Regions from separate parts of the Pan troglodytes genome. Here region 1 is linked to region 2. The links are chromatin contacts, called in public HiChIP or PLAC-seq maps. All regions are on one chromosome and are shown on one strand. The core of a region is the stretch at or near the end of the contact, and the rest is flanking DNA. Distances in the headings are between cores, read along the strand shown.

Region 1 (4,288 bases), core at 1,008-3,507, 130 kb after region 2:
TAGGTCTACTCTCTCTTCCTGGTAATGCCAGAAGCCCTTGGGTTAGCAGTCAACAGGCAAACGCACCTCGATGGGATCCACGTCGTGTGCAATCACCACCAGCTGAGCTTTCTTGTTCTCCACCAAGGTGGTGACGGTGTTAACTCCTAGAACACACAACCACTTTGTGAGCTCTCACAGGCCCTGCTCTAATCACAAGAAGCTGCTGGGCTCAGCTGTTGACTCAGTGTTAAAAAGCTCGGTTTTACTCTTCACAGTAATTTCAGGCGAAGAAATTTTACATCACTGCAACAGCCCGCCCCCAGTGTTCACCCTAAGGTGGGGCCTACTCACCTGCTCGAAGGACAGGTGGTCTCTTCGTCGGGACGTCCCCTTTGCCAGCAGCTTTCTTCTCGGCCCGGGCCAACAGTCTCTGCTTCTTCTCTTGCTTTGTCTCTGGTCTGTACTTGTGGGCCAGCTTAAGCAGCTGAGTAGCTGGAAAAACACTCTTCAGTTTAGGCTTGGAGTCAAGGTTCTAATCCTTGTCACTTAACACTTAATAACAAATGCTGGACTGCGGTCCTGCTATATGACTATAATTTAATGACAATTGCAGTTCAAGAAGCCTAAGACCATCCCCCTCATGTTCTGGATGAAATAAGGAATCCTTGCCTGAGAAACTCCTTTCCACGCCACAGAACCTCACCTGTTTGGCGGTCCAGGGCCTGGGTGAACTGGTTAATCGCAGGAGGCACTTTCAGCCGCTTATAGAGGATGGCTCTCTGCCGCTGCAACCTGATATAGCGGGGCCATTTCACAAAGCGGGTGAGGTCTCTTTTGGGCTGGATGTCCTGTCCTGAGAAGTAAAGGGTGACATCGAGTGAGGCTCAAATTCCATGTCAAGTTCATGTCTGGGGCCACTAGGAAGGGTGTTGGTGCATCAGCGATCTTGGTGGTTTAAAATGTCATCACCATCTCTCAGATAGCAAATATTCTTTTACATCATCTGCACACAAACACCTGAGAACAAAGAGCACGATGCTTTTCCTCATCTAACAAGAAGCCAAGGTGCCACGAAGTACAGCAGAATTGCAGTCCTAGTATCTCGCTGCGCCACTGCTACTGTACTTGTTTCCAGATGGCTAAGCTGAATTCAAGGCCACTACCATATTGAGCTGAATGCTCGCTCAGCAACTCCCAATGAAAGCAAGAAGCATGTATCATCATTGCCCCCGTCTCTAAGAGACACAAGTTAAGGACTGCGACCACTTTACACCCACTAAAACCTACAAGATACAACACAACCTAATTACCACCTTCCCTTGAGAAAAACATAGACCGTTTTCATTCTGCCGTTTGTTACTCACCAATGCCAAAATTCTTAGGCCTTTTCTCAAACAGGGGATTCACCACTTTCTTAGCCTCCTGCTTCTTCACGACAGCTGGGGCCGGAGCCACCTTCTTTCCCTTGGCCTTCTTTCCTTTCGGCTGGGCAAAAAGAAAACGTCAGTTAAACCGCCGCCTCCACTCGCTTCGTCGGGGGTAGGGCTCAGACTGGCTCCTCCAAAACAAGGGACGCTGACAGCACCTGCCTGAACTAGGCTGGCGAGCAGCTTTCTGCAGCCCCCCAGCACCACCCCTCGACAGGAGCATCTCACATTCAGCCGCACAAGCATGCAGCCCTGGGAACCCCGAGTGGCCAGAGCAAGGCTAAGCCCGAGACCACGCTCTCTTCGCGTCGCCCACCCAGGAGACGCCCCGGACTCATGACTCCTCTGAGTCGCGGCCCCGCAGGCTCCAGAAGCAACAGGGGCGGGCTCAGAACTCGTCGCTCACAAGGCCTCTGGAGCGGCCCCCAGCAAGCCCGAGAGACGCTAGGGCTCCGAGCCCCGCACTGCGGCGCTCCAGGCCTGCGACACCCAGCCCTGCGACACCGGGAACAACGCATTCCGCTCTCGGCCGCCCGGGGCTCTAGTCCATCTCAATGTCTCCGTGCCACACCAAGTGGGGCTCTAATCCACCTCAGTGTCTCCGTGCCACACCGAGTGGGGCTCTCCTAGCGCCAGGAGGAGCAGGAGGCCCTCCGAGGCCGCGCCTGGAGGAGGATGGCAGCGGATACAGCCGGAACCTGGCTATAGGGCCACGGAACTACAGCTCACTCACCATCTTGGGCGGCGGGAGGAGAGAGAAAGGAAAGGGAATTGTGGGTAATATGTATGCGGCCTCGGAGATCGCGAGAGTTGATACCGGCACGGGATTTCGGATTTAAAGCAACAGCATTCCTATAAAGCTAAAAATCGAGGCGGGGCCGAGAGACTGCGGCGGCTGACTAGGTGTTCGGACCGCGGCGCGGCGGGGAAGAGAGACTGCGGCGGGAGGGCCAGGCCGTGGGAGAGACGCGGGAAAGTGCGGGTCGCAGAGGCACTTGACCACCCCGCCCTAGGCCGACCCGGCGGACGCGGCGTCTGGTGCGCTAGCGCTGGGGAGGGTATGAGGGTGTGGTGGGGGGTGGGGATGGAGGGGGGGTGGGTGTGTGGGCGGGAGTGGGGGTGGGTGGGTGCGTAGGCGCTGGGGTCGGAGATCCCCTTTCCTGCGTGTGACTTATTTCCCACACCCCGCCAAAAATGGGCACAAACAATGCGAGTGCGTCCAGGAGTCCGCTCGGTCGTGCGCCAGACTCCGAACCTAGGGGGCCCCGGGCCCTCCCTGAGCACCGCGCGCAAAGGCCCGGCCCGAGGGCCAGGCAACTCCAGCGCCGAGGCCGTCCAGTGCGGCTGCAGGGCAGAGGCCGAGAGGCGCGGCGCGGAACTTGAGCCCCTTGTTCCGGCGCACCGGGGAACCATGAGGGATGTTAAGCGAGGGAGTGGAATTACCCCCCTTTTTTTTTTCTTTTGGAGACGTAGTCTCCCCCTGTCGCCCAGGCTGGAGTGCAGTGGTGCGATCTCGGCTCACTGCGATCTGTGCTTCCCGGGTTCAAGCGATTCTCCTGCCTCAGCCCCCCGAGTAGCTGGGATTACAGGCGCCTGCCATCACGCCCGGCTAATTTTTGTATTTTTAGTAGAGTTGGGGTTTCACCATGTTGGTCAGGCTAGTCTCAAACTCCTGACCTCAGGTGATCCCTGCCTCGGCCTCCCAAAGGGCTGGGATTACAGGCGTGAGCCACCGCGCCCGGTTGGAATGACCACTTTTTAGGACCGCTTCCCTGCCGCGCAGAGACTGGAGGGAGCGGGGCCCGCAGTGCAGGGATGAGGTCTGGAGCGGGGCAGCCTGAGTGGGAGTGGAAGGAAAGCGTGGATGTAGGCGGTGCAGAGGGGTCGAATTGGAAGGACTCTTCGGATGGGAGGGCGTGGCGAAGGTGGCGGCGGGCTAAGAAGTTAAGCCAGGGGCTGGGGACGGGGAGCTGGTGTTGAGTTTGCAGGGCTCCCTGGGACACGCTGTGGGCCTGGACGTGAAGTCTGGACTGGAGCCCTGGACAGGGCTTGGAGGGCTGGCCAGGAGTTCCAGGATGAGCTTGCTCTGGCAAAGGCGGGGCCAGTCCTGGCACCCCCTGCGGTGTCTGCTGATGGAATGAGTTCATCTGTGTTTCAGTGATTGACTTTATTTGGCAGAAAGGGAATCCCCAGAAATCTGCGTGTTCTGCTAAGGTTGGGGCATAGAGGGTGGCTGGGGTAGACTCTGCCTGCACTCAGAGGTCTGTGCTGCACTCTAGGTCCCAGGTCTCCCCGCTGCGCTGCTTGAGGCCCGGCCATGGCCCAGCAGAGAGCCCTGCCCCAGAGCAAGGAGACGCTGCTGCAGTCCTACAACAAGCGGCTGAAGGACGACATTAAGTCCATCATGGACAACTTCACCGAGATCATCAAGACCGCCAAGGTGGGGGTGGGGTGGCCCACCAAGGGGACCAGGGTCTGAGAAGGGGTGGAGACAGGAGAGGCCAGGGGCTGAGCAGCGCGAGTGAATCGTGTTCCAGGCAGGAAGCACCCAGTGCACAGGGAGCTGGTCAGTAGATAAGCAAACCAAATAATGGCACGTCCAGCCCTTACTAACAGTATGGATTTGAATGGAGATTTCACTTTTTAGTGCCTCAGTTTCTCCTGCATGGTGGGGTCCTTGTGATGACTGGTGAGTTTATCTGTGTAAAACAGTTACCTCGGGGCCTGGCACACAGCCAATGAGCAGGAGAAAAGCAGACTGAGGGGAGAAGTGGGGGGGGCCCTCCAGGCAGGTGGAGCGGTCAGCACTGGGGCCTGCAAGCCTGCTGACCACTGCAGCTACAGCTGCATCAGATTGGGCTGGATCCCTCCTGGCTGCT
Region 2 (4,419 bases), core at 1,521-4,020:
TGCTACATCCTTAAAACACTACACTACGTGGCTGCAAATAAGAACAAACCACTGAACATCGGCAAACCACTGATAAATTTCATAAACATGCTGAAAAAAGAAGGCAGACAAAAAACAGTGCTTCACATAGGTTCTCTTTATAAGACCACTCCAACCTATCGTCACAGGAAGCAGATTAATAGTTTACTGGGGAGGCCGGGCGCGGTGGCTCATGCCTGTAATCCCAGCCCTTTGGGAGGCCGAGGCCGGCAGATCACGAGGTCAGGAGATCAAGACCATCCTGGCTAACACAGTGAAACCCCATCTCTACTAAAAATACAAAAAAAAATTAACTGGGCGTGGTAGCGGGCACCTGTGGTCCCAGCTACTCAGGAGGCTGAGGCAGGAGAATGGCATGAACCTGGGAGGCGGAGCTTGCAGTGAGCCGAGATCGCACCACTGCACTCCAGCCTGGGGGACAGAGTGAAACTCCCTCTCAAAAAAAAAAAAAAATAGTTTACTGGGGAGCAGGGAAAGGAGGTTGACCTCAGAAAGGCACAAAGAAACCTTCTAGAAGGGTGGAAATGGGCTGGGCGTGATGACTCACGCCTGTAATCCCAGCACTTTGGGAGGCCAAGGCGGGAGGATCTCCTGATGTTGGGAGTTTGAGACCAGCCTGGCCAACATGGTGAAACCCCATCTCTACCAAAAATGCAAAAACTAGCCAGGTGTGGTGGCGGGTGCCTGTAATCCCAGCTACTCGGGAGGCTGAGGCAGGAGAATCGCTTGAACCCAGTAGTCGGAGGTTGCAGTGAGCCGAGATCGCACTACTGCACTCCAGCCTGGGCAACAGAGAGAGACTCTGTCTCAAAAAAAGATAAAAGAAAGAAAGAAAAGGTGGAAATGTTTTATATCTTGATTGGGGGTGTTCGGGGTTATACAATTGTCAAAACTCATCAACCTATACTTAAAATGGATTCATTTTACTGTATATAAATTATAGCTTAACAAAGTTGATTTTTCTTGTATTTTATTTTTTCAAGAAGGCTCTCCCTCTGTCACCCAGGCTGGAGTGCTGTGGTGTGATCACAGCTCACCGCAGCCTCAAACTCCTGGGCTCAAGCAATCTTCCCACCTCTGCCTTCCGAGTAGCTGGGACCACAGGCACTTGCCATCACACCTGGACAATTTTTTTAGCTTTTTGTAGAGACAGGGTCACTTTGTTGCCCAGGCTGGTGTCAGACTCCTGGCATCAAGCAATTCTCCTACCTTGGCCTCCTAAATGCTGGGATTACAGGCACACACCACTGCACCTGGCCTAAAGTTGATTTTAAAAGAAAAAAAATACATTTTAAAAAAAGAGAAGGCCGGGTGCGGTGGCTCACGCCTGTAATCCCAGCGCTTTGTGAGGCCGAAGCGGAAGGATCACAAGGTCAGGAGTTCAAGACCAAGCTGGCCAACATGGTGAAACCCCGTCTCCACTAAAAATACAAAAATTAGCCAGGCGTGGTGGCACATGCCTGTAATCCCAGCTACTTGGGAGGCTGAGGCAGGAGAATCGCTTGAACTCGGGAGGTGGAAGTTGCAGTAAGCTGAGATCGTGCCACTGCACTCCAGCCTGGCCAACAGAGCGAGACTCCGTCTCAAAAAAAAAAAAAATACACATATAGATATGTAAAAATACATACACATATATATGTATATACGTATATATATGGCCACGAGGACTGTGCAGCCTGATCACCATACCAGGGTGTGCCTGAGTCCAAAGCCTATGATCTTGATGGCAAAAAAACGGTGACGTAAAGGGGCTGCACAGTTTAATGGGGGCCCCAATAGCAAATATGCAAAATAGGCACTTGAGGAAAAGACTGGAAGAGGCTAAAACGCCTTCAAGGTCAGGCTGACGGGAGATGGATGTGATTTTATTGTTCTATTATGGTTGTATTTCAATCATAATAAAAGGGAATTCTAACTTTTAAAAATGCTTTACCATGTTAATAGCTAAAATGGGAAATGACCCAAATACTCAGCAACAAAGGCTCCGTTTAAAAGCGTGTGTGGCACGTCCATCCAACAGAGCAGGGCGTGATTCCGTCCTCTTCCCGAAAAGGCCCAAAGGGAGAGGTGGAACTGCTGTGGGGTTTTTTGAGGACGGTCTTCCCGGGAATTTTCCATTTCTGCTTTTCTTATTTTTCAATGTTATCTTACTACCTGGGTTACGTGTCACGAGCTCAGGTTATTTTTACCACCAGAGCCTGGGGTGGAGGATACAGACCTCGCCCACTGGAGCTGCCCACAGCGCCTCGCCGGCCCCTCCTGCCTCCTTCGTCCCGCACATCCGCTGCTGCCCTGACACACCCCGATTCCCTGGTGCCAGGGAGAGCCAGGGCAGAGGTGGCCCTGAGACGCCACGCGACGGGGAGGGCTAGAGCGTAAGGAGGAGCGAGGTGCGCATTCGCTGTGACCCTGGCGCGCGGCTTCGCCTCTCTGGGCCTCGGTTTCCACCCCGCGGGAGCGAGTACGACAGGGGCTGCGCGCATTGCCGCAGTCACGCCTGCAAGAGCCGGGCCGGGTGAGCCGCTTCCGGCGCTCCGCGGGGGCCCCGGACGATCCAGCAGGGGCTCCGCCCTGGGACCCCCATCCTGTCTCGGGGGCGCGACCTTCGGGGGCGCACGCGGTGCCGGCCGCGCCCGGGGAAGCCGGGTCCGCATCCGAGCAACAGGACAGCGTGCGGCCGCCCCATTGGCCGGCGTGTCTCTGCAGGGCCGTCCCACAGCCAATAGCGGCCAAGGGGCGGAGCCTGGCCGGTGCCCTCGGAGCTGCTGGCCCCGGGCGGCTGCTCCAGTCTGAGCGCCCTCCGCTCGCCCCGAGAGAGACCCGGCCATGCAGGAGCCGCTGCTGGGAGCCGAGGGCCCGGACTACGACACCTTCCCCGAGAAGCCGCCCCCGTCGCCAGGGGACAGGGCGCGGGTCGGGTGAGAGTCGCTAGGTTGGGGGCTGCGGGTGGGGCCTGGGGGTGGCCCTGGTTCCCTCCAGCCGGCGGCAGGCTCCCGCCCTGGGCCTCCCCTGACCTAGTCGCCACCGAGGGGCCATCTGGCTCCCTCCTGTCCCAGACACGCTACTCCTATTTAAGGAACTGGTCCCCCTAAGGGAAGGAACGATCCACGAGAGTACCGGGCCCAGCCCCCCACTGCCACAGACAGTGAGACTGAGGCCCCAGCGAGCAGGGGGTCTGCCTGAGGTCACACAGCAAGCCTCCAGCCGCCGCCCTGGGGGCAGAACCAGAGCCTCCTCTCGGAGAAAAGGCCCCAGCACCAGAGGCTCAGCCACTGCGATGAGCTAACAATAGCCTGGGAATTTCCCAGGGGAGCTGGGGCTCAGGCCCTGGGAACGTGAATGGCCTTGGACCCAGGCCTCCCCAGCACTGCCCGCTGAGCTGGGCAGCCACTGGGTTCAGAAAAGGCAATGGTCCCTGGAGGAGGGACTCAGAGACCCTGGTCTTTTTGTCCGCCACCATCACCAGGACCCTGCAGAACAAAAGGGTGTTCCTGGCCACCTTCGCCGCAGTGCTCGGCAATTTCAGCTTTGGGTATGCCCTGGTCTACACATCCCCTGTCATCCCAGCCCTGGAGCGCTCCTTGGATCCTGACCTGCATCTGACCAAATCCCAGGCATCCTGGTTTGGGGTAAGGACCATCCTCTGGAGGAGGGTGGGTGCAGGAAGCAGGGACCTGCTGAGCCTTATCTCCAGCTAGGAACCTCCCAAATTCTCCACCTTGGGGGTCCCTCCAGGGCCCTGGTCCCCCCTCCCCCGGCCATCCAGGCCACTAGTGGGTGGAGTAAAGCTACAGGATTCCTCTGAAATGAGGAACTGAAAGCCAGTGGAGAGGGTGAGGGAAGGAGCAGGTGGGGAGGTGGCTGTCAGGGTCTATACTAGGTGGGGCTGAGGCTTCCCCGGGTCCCCACACCCACAGTTGGCTGGATGGGGGCAAGGGTATCAGGTGTCAGTGGGGAGAGGCACTGGCTGGGGCAAGGAGGGTCCGCAGGACAGATTGTGGGCTGATGGAGAGGAAGATCCCAAAGTCCCAGAGTCTAAAATTATAATCTTAATAGCCTCATATGTAGAGTTGTTAACATAGTAGTTAAGATAAAAATTCCCAAGGTTTACGGAGCACTTCCTATGTGACAGGCATGTGTTGGGCCCTGAACGTTCATTGATTCTCAGGGCCAACGCCACGAGGTAGAACTTGCGCTCTCCCCATAAGACAGCTGAAGAAACTGAGGCGCAGACAGGCTGGGCAATGTGCCCAGGTCCCACTACCAGTTAGCAGGGTCCAGAGGGGGTCCCAGTTGCTGCTGTACAGGGAACTTAAGAACCTCCAAATCTTAAAGCCCAGTACCTTCAAGTCACAGAATTCTCCTGTATTAAAATATTAG

Evidence for each region. HiChIP or PLAC-seq counts read pairs in DNA pulled down with a chosen protein or histone mark.
Region 1: a contact with region 2 is called in an H3K4me3 HiChIP or PLAC-seq map of stem cell-derived excitatory neurons, with 5 times the contacts expected there. The contact joins the promoter of MED22 here to the promoter of SLC2A6 in region 2. A contact is called at or near these places in 1 of 7 Hi-C or Micro-C datasets (stem cell-derived neural progenitor cells) and 1 of 1 datasets of contacts at active chromatin or transcription factors (stem cell-derived excitatory neurons).

What each region holds. Positions count from the first base shown.
Region 1 is chr11:5,053,390-5,057,677 of NHGRI_mPanTro3-v2.0_pri, forward strand. MED22 (mediator complex subunit 22) reads left to right here and starts at 2,258. Exons shown (of 5, transcript XM_016962002.4): 1 at 2,258-2,447; 2 at 3,689-3,849. The coding sequence starts at 3,727. RPL7A (ribosomal protein L7a) reads right to left here and starts at 2,170. Exons shown (of 8, transcript NM_001246603.2): 1 at 2,143-2,170; 2 at 1,347-1,467; 3 at 686-835; 4 at 334-474; 5 at 67-146. The coding sequence starts at 2,145. LOC112204449 (small nucleolar RNA SNORD36) reads right to left here and starts at 291; the gene lies at 218-291. It overlaps LOC112204457 (small nucleolar RNA SNORD24), which reads right to left and starts at 990; the gene lies at 916-990.
Region 2 is chr11:4,921,983-4,926,401 of NHGRI_mPanTro3-v2.0_pri, forward strand. SLC2A6 (solute carrier family 2 member 6) reads left to right here and starts at 2,771. Exons shown (of 9, transcript XM_063787463.1): 1 at 2,771-2,957; 2 at 3,506-3,668. The coding sequence starts at 2,866.